4 separate regions of the Mus musculus genome follow, and regions 1, 3 and 4 are each linked to region 2. A link is a contact called in public Hi-C data. All regions are on one chromosome and are shown on one strand. Each heading gives the region's core, a stretch centred on a gene start, on an enhancer-like site or on the middle of the called end of the contact. The rest is flanking DNA. Distances are from core to core; before and after follow the strand shown.

What was found. Hi-C and Micro-C count contacts between places; a contact is called where the count stands out from the background.
Region 1: a Hi-C map of the N1E-115 cell line shows a contact between it and region 2, with 2.8 times the contacts expected there. The contact joins two enhancer-like sites. A contact is called at or near these places in 5 of 39 promoter capture datasets (embryonic stem cells, liver, maxillary cranial neural crest and 2 more), 3 of 15 datasets of contacts at CTCF or cohesin (the NIH/3T3 cell line and pro-B cells), 7 of 484 Hi-C or Micro-C datasets (the CH12 cell line, the G1E-ER4 cell line, the HL-1 cell line and 4 more), 7 of 115 datasets of contacts at active chromatin or transcription factors (bone marrow-derived macrophages, embryonic stem cells, microglia and 1 more) and 3 of 9 other capture datasets (adipose tissue, embryonic stem cells and pancreatic islet).
Region 3: a contact with region 2 is called in a Hi-C map of the N1E-115 cell line, with 2.4 times the contacts expected there. The contact joins two enhancer-like sites. A contact is called at or near these places in 1 of 15 datasets of contacts at CTCF or cohesin (the NIH/3T3 cell line), 2 of 484 Hi-C or Micro-C datasets (the N1E-115 cell line and nephron progenitors) and 2 of 115 datasets of contacts at active chromatin or transcription factors (microglia and oligodendrocyte precursor cells).
Region 4: a Hi-C map of the N1E-115 cell line shows a contact between it and region 2, with 2.9 times the contacts expected there. The contact joins two enhancer-like sites. A contact is called at or near these places in 2 of 484 Hi-C or Micro-C datasets (the N1E-115 cell line and nephron progenitors) and 2 of 9 other capture datasets (adipose tissue and liver).

What each region holds. Positions count from the first base shown.
Region 1 is chr12:40,256,135-40,259,246 of GRCm38.p6, forward strand. No RefSeq gene overlaps it. Among named protein-coding and RNA genes, the nearest start is that of Gm40403, 9.6 kb to the left of the region's middle. Within about 2 kb of position 1,302, at least 10 of the 459 cell types and tissues checked have an H3K27ac peak or open chromatin away from gene starts, as enhancers often do. A contact at or near this core is called in the N1E-115 cell line and adipose tissue, where this site is marked.
Region 2 is chr12:40,476,235-40,479,212 of GRCm38.p6, forward strand. The region is part of intron 1 of Dock4 (dedicator of cytokinesis 4); the gene reads left to right. Among named protein-coding and RNA genes, the nearest start is that of Dock4, 32 kb to the left of the region's middle. Within about 2 kb of position 1,472, at least 30 of the 459 cell types and tissues checked have an H3K27ac peak or open chromatin away from gene starts, as enhancers often do. A contact at or near this core is called in the N1E-115 cell line and adipose tissue, where this site is marked.
Region 3 is chr12:40,625,282-40,628,220 of GRCm38.p6, forward strand. It overlaps Dock4 (dedicator of cytokinesis 4), which reads left to right. Exons shown (of 53, transcript NM_172803.2): 4 at 1,056-1,111. Among named protein-coding and RNA genes, the nearest start is that of Dock4, 180 kb to the left of the region's middle. Within about 2 kb of position 1,455, at least 59 of the 459 cell types and tissues checked have an H3K27ac peak or open chromatin away from gene starts, as enhancers often do. A contact at or near this core is called in the N1E-115 cell line, where this site is marked.
Region 4 is chr12:40,347,462-40,350,283 of GRCm38.p6, forward strand. All of the region lies in intron 4 of Zfp277 (zinc finger protein 277), which reads right to left. Among named protein-coding and RNA genes, the nearest start is that of Gm40406, 97 kb to the right of the region's middle. Within about 2 kb of position 1,385, at least 32 of the 459 cell types and tissues checked have an H3K27ac peak or open chromatin away from gene starts, as enhancers often do. A contact at or near this core is called in the N1E-115 cell line, where this site is marked.

The DNA of each region.
Region 1 (3,112 bases), core at 52-2,551, 220 kb before region 2:
ACCTAGAGCCTTGTGTGTGCTAGGCATGTACTGAAGTGCTGAGCTACACCTCCAGTCCACATTTTCAAGTGTTAAATAACAGTTTGCCACTAGGGGATCCCCAAGGTTCCTTCCTATTCATAGAGTCAATAATGGCTTTTGTGTTGTCCCCACCTTAACATTCCCCATCTCAGTTAACACATGAGCTTATAAAAGTGAGAATAAGATGCTAGTTTTTCTGCAAAAACAAAACAAAACAAACAACAAACCAGGTAATTGAGGAAAGGACTCCTATATGACTCTAATAGGCCTTTCCAGTAGGAATTTCTGATTTGAAAGCACAAGGAAATTAATATCCTTTCATTTATTTCATGTGGATGGGTTTGTGCATGCTTCAACCTGCTTCAAGCTGTAATGCATATTGCTTGTATATAACTGTATTCCTTGGGGCTTCTTCAGTAGACAGGATACTTCTTCAATGTGGAGAGGCCATTACCTGCCACCAAATTTTAGACTGTCTGCAGTAGCTGACATGAAATAAATGTTCAGTCACAGAGACTTCCACTTGAAGGAACAAGATATTTAGAACCAGGCCTTTCCAGAACTGCCCTTCGCACAACAGTCATGCCTGGCAGAATTGAGGGCACTTGACTGTAAGTATCTGCTTCTGTCTCAGTCAGCTGCTGGTACGGCCTCTCAGAGGACAGCCATGCCAGGCTCTTGTCTGTAAACATACTGTAATAGCATGAGTGTCAGACTTTTGTGTCTTCTTCTTCTTCTCTTTCTTCTTCTTCTTCTTCTTCTTCTTCTTCTTCTTCTTCTTCTTCTTCTTCTTCTTCTTCTTCTTCTTCTTCTTCCTCCTCCTCCTCTTCCTCCTCCTCCTCCTCTTTTTTTGTTTTGTTTTGTTTTGTTTTTTTCAAGACAGGGTTTCTCTGTGTAGCCCTGGCTGTCCTGGAGCTCACTCTGTAGAACAGGCTGGCCTCAAAGACTCTTTCTTTTTGCTTTGATCAGTCCTCACACTGCTGTCAAGAAAATGAAGGAAAGTCTTTATTGTCAGCCCGTCTTGTCTTCCAAACGATCACTCATAAAAAGAGCAAGTTTTGAGCAGACATTTATTTAGTCTATGGCATCCACCAAATGAGTCTCCACAAATTTAATCTCTACATTTCTCCCTCATTGCTTAGTTTGTTGTGCTTCTCGGGCTTTTCTGTGAAAAGAACTCTATTTTAACAGACTACCAGATTATTCCTGGAGACAGCCCTAGGCCAACTCTGCACGCACGCGTTTCTGCAATAGCCCAACAGAGGGCAGCACAACACTGCTGGCTCCTCCCGTGTGGGCTGCGGTGGTTGTCAAAGGATTTCAGTTTTGAAAAGCTGAGCTCCTATCTGCTCAAGAATTTAGAGTAGAACTTTAGACAAAGGATCTTTAATTGCATGCCGATAAAACGTCAAAACTATTGTGCATGAAGTAACTGGGCTTTAAAAAAATAACTTTTAAAACAATGCATTCAGGATTAGGTGACAGGCTTGCCGCTGTGAGCAAAATTCTTTTTTTTTTTTTTAACTCATCAAAAAAGCTTCAGCCTGTGAGGAAATTCTTACAATCTCCTCTGTAAATCACTGGGCTGAGCCTTCCTACCTTTGGATTACATAATAGTACCATATGCCAAAATGGATGGTCTGCAGATTCGGGTAACCCATTTTTAACTATAAAGGAGAGGTTTTGGGTTTTTTTGTTTTGTTTTTTGTTGTTGGTTTTCACCTCCCTGTGAAATTTTTAATGACGAGTAAGAGCGGTTGTTTGGAGAAGTTGCTTATTTCACAGAACGCAGCTGTTATGCCTCATGTTAGATGTGAAGAAAGGCATCTGAAGGTGACCTTTCCTCAAGTCTTCTCCATCATAAATAACAATAAGAAAAAAAAAAAGGTTTCCCCAGGTTAGGCAGAGGTTTTTCAACCAAGGCATAGATAACCTATCTGTGCCTAGACTTATGGGGACAGCGGCTTTAGGGTTTCTAAATCAATTCCTAAGGCACCAGTAGGAAACTTAGAAAAAAAAATTCAAGTGGGAAGGTTTCGATTTCTATTGAGCTTAGACACATTCTGAGAGGGAGCATTTAGTGAACAGAAAGATCCAAAGAGTCTGAGGCACGTGTTACTGCCCTCAACGGTATTTAAGGATTCAGGAAATGCAAGAGCTCTCACTGGACATCAGAGCTCGGTACTCCATCATGTTCTCTTGATTTCCAAAAGATTCCAGATCCGTCTCTAACTCGCAAAACATGTTAAATCTAAATTAAAAAAACAGAAATAAATGAGGTACACTGTCAAATCTCAGGGTGCACAGCCAACGAATGTCCTTTCTATGCAGCTGGGAGCCCTTAAGAAGGGCCTGTTCCGCTTCAGCCCTCCAGCACATGCAGGACCAGTCACCTTCTGTTCTCTAAGCTCCATCCTGGGTGGCATAAAGAAGCCCCCTCATGTGTGTGTGCTCCTCAACTTAGGAGCTATAGTAAAGCCGCCTATTGCTGGTACTTGTTCCACTTTAAGTGGTTTTGTCCACTCAAGATTGATTTGAAGAGGTTTAAGTAAGCTTCTTTATTGGAGTTTAGCACATATGCAGAAAAGTACAAGAATGTTAGAGGCCTAGGGTGTGGCTCAGTTGGGAAAGATCTCCATTTGAATCCCCAAACACCTACGTAAAAAGCTGGAGGTGGCTTGTAATCCCAGTACTGGGGAAAAGAGGCAGGAAGAACCCTGGCATTTCCTGGCCAGCCAAGTCTAGCCAAATTAGTGAGTTCCAGATTGACCAAGAGACCATGCATCAACAAGTATGGTGGCGAGCAATCCAGGAAGATACTCGAGGTTAACTTATGGTCTAGACACACACAAGTGAACATATGTATGCACACACACAAAGAGAGTACACCGTGAGTATAACTCAATGAAGAAACATTATCAAACAGATTAATCAAAGAAGACTTAAAAAAAAAAAAAAAAGCAATGTTCTAGGTGGCAGATGTCAGGAGAGCAATGCTAAGTGACTAAGTAAGACAGTTCGACACATGTCCCCAGAGTACCTGTGACTCTGGGTGCTTTCTTAGTCTATAAACTATAATGTTTCAAAGAAG
Region 2 (2,978 bases), core at 222-2,721:
TAAGATGTCAATTTAAAAGTACAAGGGAAACATAGTTGCCATGTTTCTTTTGGCAAGCATATAATTGGAAACATTTTAGAAGGTATTGGTTAAAGTATCTATTCAGTCATGAAGAGGATAGGCTACAATGTGGACAAGAGGGGTCCTAAAATTGGGTGGTGTTATAATTCTCTGGCTCCATTTGTGGTACTAGTAAATGGGGGGGGGTGTTGTTGAAGAAAGCACCATACTGTATCCTAAGTTTATGGTCAAATGTTTTAATTAAAATAATAATACTTATTATTGAGGATAGGCAGATAACTCAGTTGGTAAAGTGTTTGCTATGCAAACAATAGGACCTGAGTCCCCATTTCCTGCAGAGTTCAGTGGTGTAGGCTTGTAATTCCAATATTGGGAGACAGAGACAAGTATGTCGGATCATTGGCCAGCCCGTCTAAAAGTTGGTGAGCATCAGGTTCAGTGGGAGGAAATCCTATCTCAAAAAGTAAGGTAGAGAGTAATCGACACCTAGCATTGAGTTCCACATGTATGTGCATTCTTGTATACATGAGTGAATGTACACACATGCACACACCCATAACATACACACACACACACACACACACACACACACACACACACAAACACTAAAAATAGTTATTATTTAAAAACTCATTTTTATCCCCCAGATTTGGAAGGTACATGTATATGTTTATACATACATGTGTGCTCATATGTATGTGTGAACATGTGAATGTTTTATGGTTGCTCTACTGTGATGATAAAGAGTGTTAGTCCTTTTGTTGGATAAGGATAAAATTAAATGAGCCTGCGACTTTTTTTTTTCCCAAGATGGTACCCACACAGCTTCCTGTGACAGAATGACCTGCCCCTTAAATTGAATGTTGAATTAGATGAAAATCTGAATCACGAAAGTTCCTGGGAACATAGAGTACACCACACATAGAGAAAAAGCAAGAGTGTTTTGAAGATCAGGGCAGTCTTTACCACATTGGTTGGTTGGACAATTTTATTTTTTAGTGATTACAGTCATCTCAGGTTGGGTACTATTGTCTGATGAGCTAGTCGACAGAAAAGTGGAAGGCTGTGAGCCAGTCAGTGTTAAGACTCAGTAGATGGTATGGTCCTGGCCATAGTTCACACCCTAGCTGGCAGACCAGGGGATGTACTCAGGAGTATCTGGAAGGCACTGATGCAGAAGAGGATGTGGGAAAATTAAGGAAGAAGGAGTGCCTACATGGTAAGACTTCCTGCCAGCCACCTTCCCACACCCAACCTATCAATACCTCTCTGTTTTCAGGCTGTACAAGATATCTTGTTTATCCCCTTGACTTAATTTGGCTTGGTCACTACATCACTGGGCAAAACAATGCTTAGGTAGCCTTTCACAAAGACCGTTTTCCACTTGGAGTGGCGAATGAAGTTGTCTGGCTGTGAGGTTTGCTGGATCAGCCCCTGCCCTTGGGCACTTGCCAGCTTTTCCTCAGCTGGCACAGATATGACCAGAGTCTCTGGCAGTCCTGGATGGTGTGTTTAGAATATGTGTTAGCCTTTGGAGGCAGCTGATTTCCTAAATATTGTCCAACTAGCAAGTGTTTGTGAAACCAGACTAGCTCCCATTGGGACCCTTTAGAATTTGCTACTGACTGCCTTTAAAAGAGCCGTGCAGACTTCAAAGCCACTTCTGGGTGGCTCTGTTATTAATCTCTTTAGGAAATGGTTCCTTGGGGACACAGGCTTTGAGAGCCCGCTGCCTCTAAAACAGCTGCCTGTCCACTAAGTCTTCAGGCAGAGACAATGGAGGATGATCTAGTACAACAGCGCCTAATGTCCAGAAGTGTCATTTCTCTCTGTCCCTTGAGTTAAGACAGTTGTGTGGAAACACGGAAATGTAATTATAAATTGGGGAAGGGTGGGGGGTGGTTATCTAATTTGTTATTTCTTTGTCACACCATTTATGAGTGAGATCATGTTTTTCAGCACTTGGCTTCCTTCCTGGTTTTCCAAGAGAGTGTCTGTAAAATCTGATCCACATCAGGCAAACGTATAGAATGGCAGAGGGATTACCCTGGCTTGTGGGTAATCATTGGTTGGCCCTTGATCTGTTAACGTGCAGGATTTCTGTTGTGTCAGTGACATTATAAATGTACTTGGGATTTGTCTGGTTGTCTTGGAGGCTCACACAATGAAGCTTGTGGCTTAATTTGCTCAGATCTGAGGCTGTGTCATCCTGGCTCTACAAGATCCTTCTGTACAACTGACTTTCATATTTATCTGGGCATCTATGTAGCAGAAAATAAGATTTTATAATTTATGCTTTAAAAAATTGGGAATATAAAAATATATTAAGAGAGAGTACCACAATCCACCAGTAATCCTATGACCATAGATAACCTACTATGTTCTTTAAGATCCTTACTGTCTTAATATTTTATTGATGTGTTTAATACATTCACATATTATCTACTTCTTAGCATCATAGTTTTAACATCTAAATGATAGACCATGAATAACTTTTTTGTCTTGCGGAAGGTAATTACTAATGTAACTGACTCCATTTGAAGTAGCAGTGCCGTCTTGGGAAGTAACAATTGCCCCACTTTCTCTCTATGTCCAACACCGGCAATGAGTACCTGGTGTTCACTGGTTTTCTTCGGACAAAGGAAATGAGGATTACCTGGCCCTTCAGTGCTTCAGGTGCATCATTTTCCAGCAGTGGTAAAGGATAAACCAGGTTGAACTCCCTCTTACAGGGAGATCTTAAGAAACCCAAAAGAGAGGCTAATGCATTGTAACTTCTGGGCTTTTTTCTTCTGGAAGCATTTTCTGGTTTTGCGGGTCTTTCTTCTGTTTGGTCACATGAGGTGTTAGCCTTCAAGATGGGGCTATTCTCTTAAATTGCCCTAGAGAATTCCAAAAGCAAGTATAGGGAACTCACTCTTTGGTTTAAATTTCTTTTGAATGGTGTTATTGTCTAA
Region 3 (2,939 bases), core at 205-2,704, 150 kb after region 2:
CTGGTCCGATGTTACATGTTTGTAATCCTCTCACTTGGGATGCTGAGGGGAAAGGATTGCAAAGTTCAAAGCCAACCTGGATAGCATAGTGAATTCCTTGCTGGTTGGTCTGTGGTGTGAGACCATGTCTCACAAACAATAGCCAAATAACAACATCATAGGTGCTTGTCTTAGTCAGGGTTTGTATTCCTGCACAAAACATCACGACCAAGAAGCAAGTTGGGAAGGAAAAGGATTAATTCAGCTTACACTTCCACATTGCTGTTCATTACCAAAGGAAGTCAGGACAGGAACTTGGGGGCAGGAGTTGATGCAGAGGCCATGGAGGGGGCTGCTTACTGTATTGTTTCCTCTGGTTTGCTTAGCTTGCTTTCTTATAGAACCCAGGACCACCAGCCCAGGGATGGCACCACCCACAAGGAGCCCTCCGGCCCTTGATCACTAATTGAAAAAAATGTCTTACAGCTGGATCTCATGGAGGCATTGCCTCAAGGGAGGCTCCTTTCTCTGTGATAACTCCAGCTGGTGTCAAGTTGACACACAAAACCTGCCAGTACAGTGCTGTTTTCCCCTCTTTTTTAAAGCACAGTTTTTATGTAGAATTATTGGATTTTTTATTTTCTGATTTATTAAAAGCATACGTGTTTAGATGGCCAAAGTGGTGGCCCATAGCTGTACATCAGCTTTGAGAAAGCATAGCTGTAAGACAGCCAAAAGTTTAAGGTCAGCCTGCTCTAGATAATAAATTTCAGGTTAGACAAGGTTACACTGCAAGACTCTGTTTGCAGAGATAAACAAAAAGAATGTATTTACTGAGTGAGATTTGATTTTTTTTTCAATTATATTTACAAAAAAATCTCTAAAAGTGCAATGGTTGTAACTGGTATTAGAAAATAATGATTCATGCTGCATTGCATTTTATTTAGCCCATAGAATGTACTGATGTTTTTCTATTCCTGATATTGTCATGGTTGTAACTGTTTAATACATCCTTCTTATGAACAACTGGCTTTAAGAGATAGCTAGAAACATAACCTTCATGTTTTCTCTTCCAGGGTATATTTCCTTCCAGCTATGTTCACTTGAAAAATGCCTGTGTAAAGAACAAAGGGTAAGAATGAATTGCATTCATAGTTGGAAGATTTTGCCACAGCCGCTGTCTTGGAATTGAAAGGCTTAGTAATTGTATTACTAAAGCAACTACAGAAGAGCGAACCGTGGCCCTTGTTGTTTGATAAGGAGATACTATGGCAGCAAATAGAGACAATTAAGGAACTCATTTCTGAGTGCTGAGCCACAGGAGCATGCTAGGGTATTATGGCCTCTCATTGTCTACCAGTTGTGAAACTTGTTTAATCTTAAGCAGAGAAATTGGTTCTTCTTGGTTTCCTGCTGTTTAGAGAATCATGCCAGGCAGAGTCCCTAACATGGTGAGTCATGTAGCCTCAGTGCCCAGAACTTCCTTAATTTACTACTGGTTATAGAGAAGGGAAGCCTGTGGCCAGCAGGGTGTGGGGGAGACAGAGTACTTCCTGGGCAAGCCCAACAACCTGAGCTTGAGCTTGCAAAGCCACACAAAGGTAGAAGACAACGGACTGCACAGAGCTGTCCCCTGACCCCTGTATGTGTGCCACAGCACTTGTATGACCTACACACATTGTATACACACAGGAATAACAAATAAAAAGAAAGCTGGCTGTGGTAGTTCATATTTAACTCCAGCACTTAGAAGACAGAGTCAGGCAGGTCTCTGTGAGTTCGAGGCTCACCAGGTCTACACAGTGAGTTCCATGCCAGGCAAGGCCATAAGACTCTGTCTCAAAGCGTAAGGACAGGAAAAGCCCATCTATTCTCTGAAGTGAGTATAACACTAGGTCCTTGTGTAACTTCATATATTATTTCTCTATTTGACCTACGGTCACGTCCTGTCACAGATTGCCACAAATCTGGTCTAACACAAAAGTCATAAACTCAATTAAAATCTATGTATTAAAAAAAACTGTTTGTGTATTTCTCCAGCATGATATTTAGATAACTAGCTTCACAAACAGAACATGTGACATGTCTGACTGATATATTGCATGGATGTCATTGATCACCAAGGACTTCTTAAGTATTTATAATATGTTACAGTCTGCTTCTAAATGGACTGGAATCAGCCGTTAGAATAATGTGTATCAAATAAGTTTCTACAGAATATCACAATAGAACTTGCCTGGTGTTGTGTACTTAGCACATAAGTAAATGATTGTTGTTAAGGTAGATTTTGACACATGTATCTGATGGCAATGTCACAAGGAGCCATCTGTGAATTATAATTGTAATTTTCATTTTATGGCCAAAATATACAGGCTCTGTGATAGAAATTACATATTTATGCAAATAGCAGTAAATAGCAACTTTTTATTTCAGCAACAAAAGCATAGTAGATAATATATTTAAATTTTAATTTCACCAAAAAGTTTGCATAGATATTAGTCAAATGGATGGTTTTTACATTCATCTTCTATAAAACATTCAATGAACAAACATGAGCAAGTCCATATGGTACAAACACCTTGGGTTTCTCTATTTGGATAAATGTTAAATGGCCTACTGTAATAACAGTGTGCTGTATGTCATTTATTTTAATACTTTGAAAAACTTTAGTAGTTTTACAATATAGAAGACTTATGGTACAACTTTAGTGTACTGCTGATTTTTCTGTGAGGGTTTCACTTAGCATCCTAAGTTGTTTTCCATTTTATTTCAGTTTTGGTTGTCTTTAATGATTCTGTTTCTTTGTTAAAGTCTACTTTCATGTCTTGGATGTTTTCTTTCAATGGTTTGTGTCATCACAGTCTTCATTAAGATAAATTGTTTCTTACCCTGATTAAGGTCCTTGAACATATTCCTAGTAGTTATTTTGTAGTCCTTGTCTTGTGCTTTGGCTCTATTGC
Region 4 (2,822 bases), core at 135-2,634, 130 kb before region 2:
CGTGGATAAGAACCACAGTGGTAAGAATACAAGATCAGCTCATGCATTGGGCAATGAGTTATAGCAACAAGCTGGCTGTTTGTCTCAGAGGTGCAGAGTGGCAGCGGGGCCAGTGCATGGTCTTTCATCTTTATTCATAAGCTGGAAATGTAGGGAACTTTAATAAAGCTGCAGGTGCAGAGTCACAGCGGATTGACACGGAGGTAGAAAAGGAAAATGGGAGTTAGGGTAGAAATTGTAAGAATACAAAATCTGTCAATGTAGGGCAGAAGCATTTAGAAACCATTTAGCAGAAGGAAACAAAACAGAGCCCTGATGTTATATAGGAAGAAGTCACAGAAAATGGCTGTATTAACAAACAAAATCAAAACAAGGCCGACAGCACAGAAGAATCTGCTAGCTTGTCTTGGTCAGGGAACCCTAGGCTGACTCTCTAGCATAGACCACCTTCCTAGCACAATTATGGCAGTGGCCCACAGGGCCCACAAGGAGGCAACAGGACCTTCTATTCCTTTTGCTTTCCATTCCTAGAACCAGGGATCACCTACAAGGTGTTCGGTTCTTTAATGCCTTCACCTAGTCTAACAGTGTTTTGGGCTGGCATACGACAGGAAAGCATAGGTTTGAGATGAAAGAACAAGAAAAGTATGTGAGTGGGCACATACATTGAAAATAAAAATAAAAAGAACACACACCTTCTCTAATAGGTGACTCCACATTTGTTCTCAACTTTCTTAGAAAGGGGAAACAGAGAATTTGATTGGTCATTGCCTTCTGTTCTTGGAGGTAATTTATAAACACTTTGAGTTTCCCCTGGCTGAGTTACTCTTTTACTCAGTGGGCCCTCTGATTACAGTTGATTACTTATGATAAACAGATGACTCAGGATGATGGCTGGCTGGCTAAGCCAGAAAAACCAACTGTGTGATTAGTGGCTTGGGCAGCCAAGCCACATGACTCTTGGGTGTGGTCAGTGAATTAATCAATCGTTGTACTCCGACCAATCCTCGAGGGAGATTTCCTGGTCAGCCCACACACACAGTATTCACATACACAGATAGATGCACTGGGAGGGTAACACCTCTCACGGGACAGTGAGAGCTCTGAAGTAGGGTGGGCAATGCTTCATTAATCAGTCAGGGTGAGCACTTGTCTCATTTCTGCTAGGATGAGGGAAGCCTGGAGAGAGTCTCTTCAAATCAGGAAACAGACAGACAAACAAAACAACCAACATAAAGCAAAACAAAATCCACCACAAACAAAAAACTACCCAACCCAACCCAATGAAACCAAAAAGATCTGACTTGTTTTGAGTCCAAGAAGCAGACTCCATAACCAAGCAGATACACTGAACTGCAAAGGTGATAGATGAATCTGTCCCCAGGAGAGAAGAACCAGGGACCACTTCCTCTTTGGCCATACATGGGAGTAAAAGGATATGGCTGAAATTGTAATGAATTCTTGTTTTGTTTTGTTTTTTTAAATAACTTAATTGCTATCTATTTTCATAAATGTGAGGTATTTCAAAGTGCTGTAAGGTGCCACACCAAATATATACATCTTGATGAAATTCAGAACTTTGACATTTTACTCAGTTCTATGCACCAAACATGAACAAATATAGTAACAAGGAAGAAAGAGGCTAGGAAAAAGGAAGTATATATATATATATTTTTTTTCTTTATAAATGTTTCTTAGTTTAAAAACTGATTAAAGTGATATCTACTGGAAACCTCCATAACTAATTTTCATATGAAAATATAAGTATCAAAATTAGTTATATTATACTGGCAGTGTAGGAATTAAGACAGTACATAACAGATTAACAATATATTTGTATACAATCTATGCTCCTCAAGCATAGAGGTATTCTTTCAGTACTTAGGTGTAAGCATCTAGTCTAATACTGGCTGCAAGAGCCACCCAAGACTTACACAGAAGGTGGTGTTTATTTCATACGAGTGCTCCCAGGGCATCAAATGGCAAACCCTCTTCTGTGGCATTTGCTAGGACTTAAGCACCATTGTAAAAAGTAGGAAAGGCTCTTTGTGGAAACTTGGACCAGAACAAGGTGACTTCACAGTCTCCTGAGGCCCCCAACTGTCCTGAATGCCCATGGACGTTACCAGGTGGGACTCCTAGATAGAGTAGTGCCACTCTTCCACATGTTTGCCTAAGTACTCTCTAAGTACTGGTGGTGTGGAAAGGAGATGTGAAGAAAAGCCGTCTTCTAGTGAAAAGGCCCCAATCTAGTTGGCTTCCTGACACCATTCTCTGGCATCTAAAGCAGAAACTCTAAGCTATTAGGAGAAAGACAAAACCAACACAGAACATGGGTCTGCTACTGCTCAGGCAGCGGAGAAGACTACAGAGGCATGGCCTACTATTCCTTAGTTTCCCCCTCTAAAAGGTTACTGGAATACATAATGTTTGGTGGTGTAGGAGCCACATACAACACAGGCTGGAAAGAACTAATCTGTAGTTTGGCAAAACAACTTTGGTTATATACTCTTCTTAAAATGTTCAAGAAAATAATACATATGTTATTTGTTTTAGATAATTCTATTATTTAAAAATTATATCTTTAAGATACTTCTAAATGAGGATCTTTTATTTTCAAAGGTAGAAAATCGGTTTGCCCACTGCATGGTTGACGGCTGAGTGTAAGAGGGCAGCGGTGGGTTAGGGTGCATTGGCTCCTCTAGCATGTCCACGGATCAGAGCAGGCCCTGATAGGATCTTCTTTGTGTTTATATCAGGACTAGCAAAAGAGATACAAGAGAAAGGTGGGTTCCCAGCACCCACATGGAAGCTCACCACTG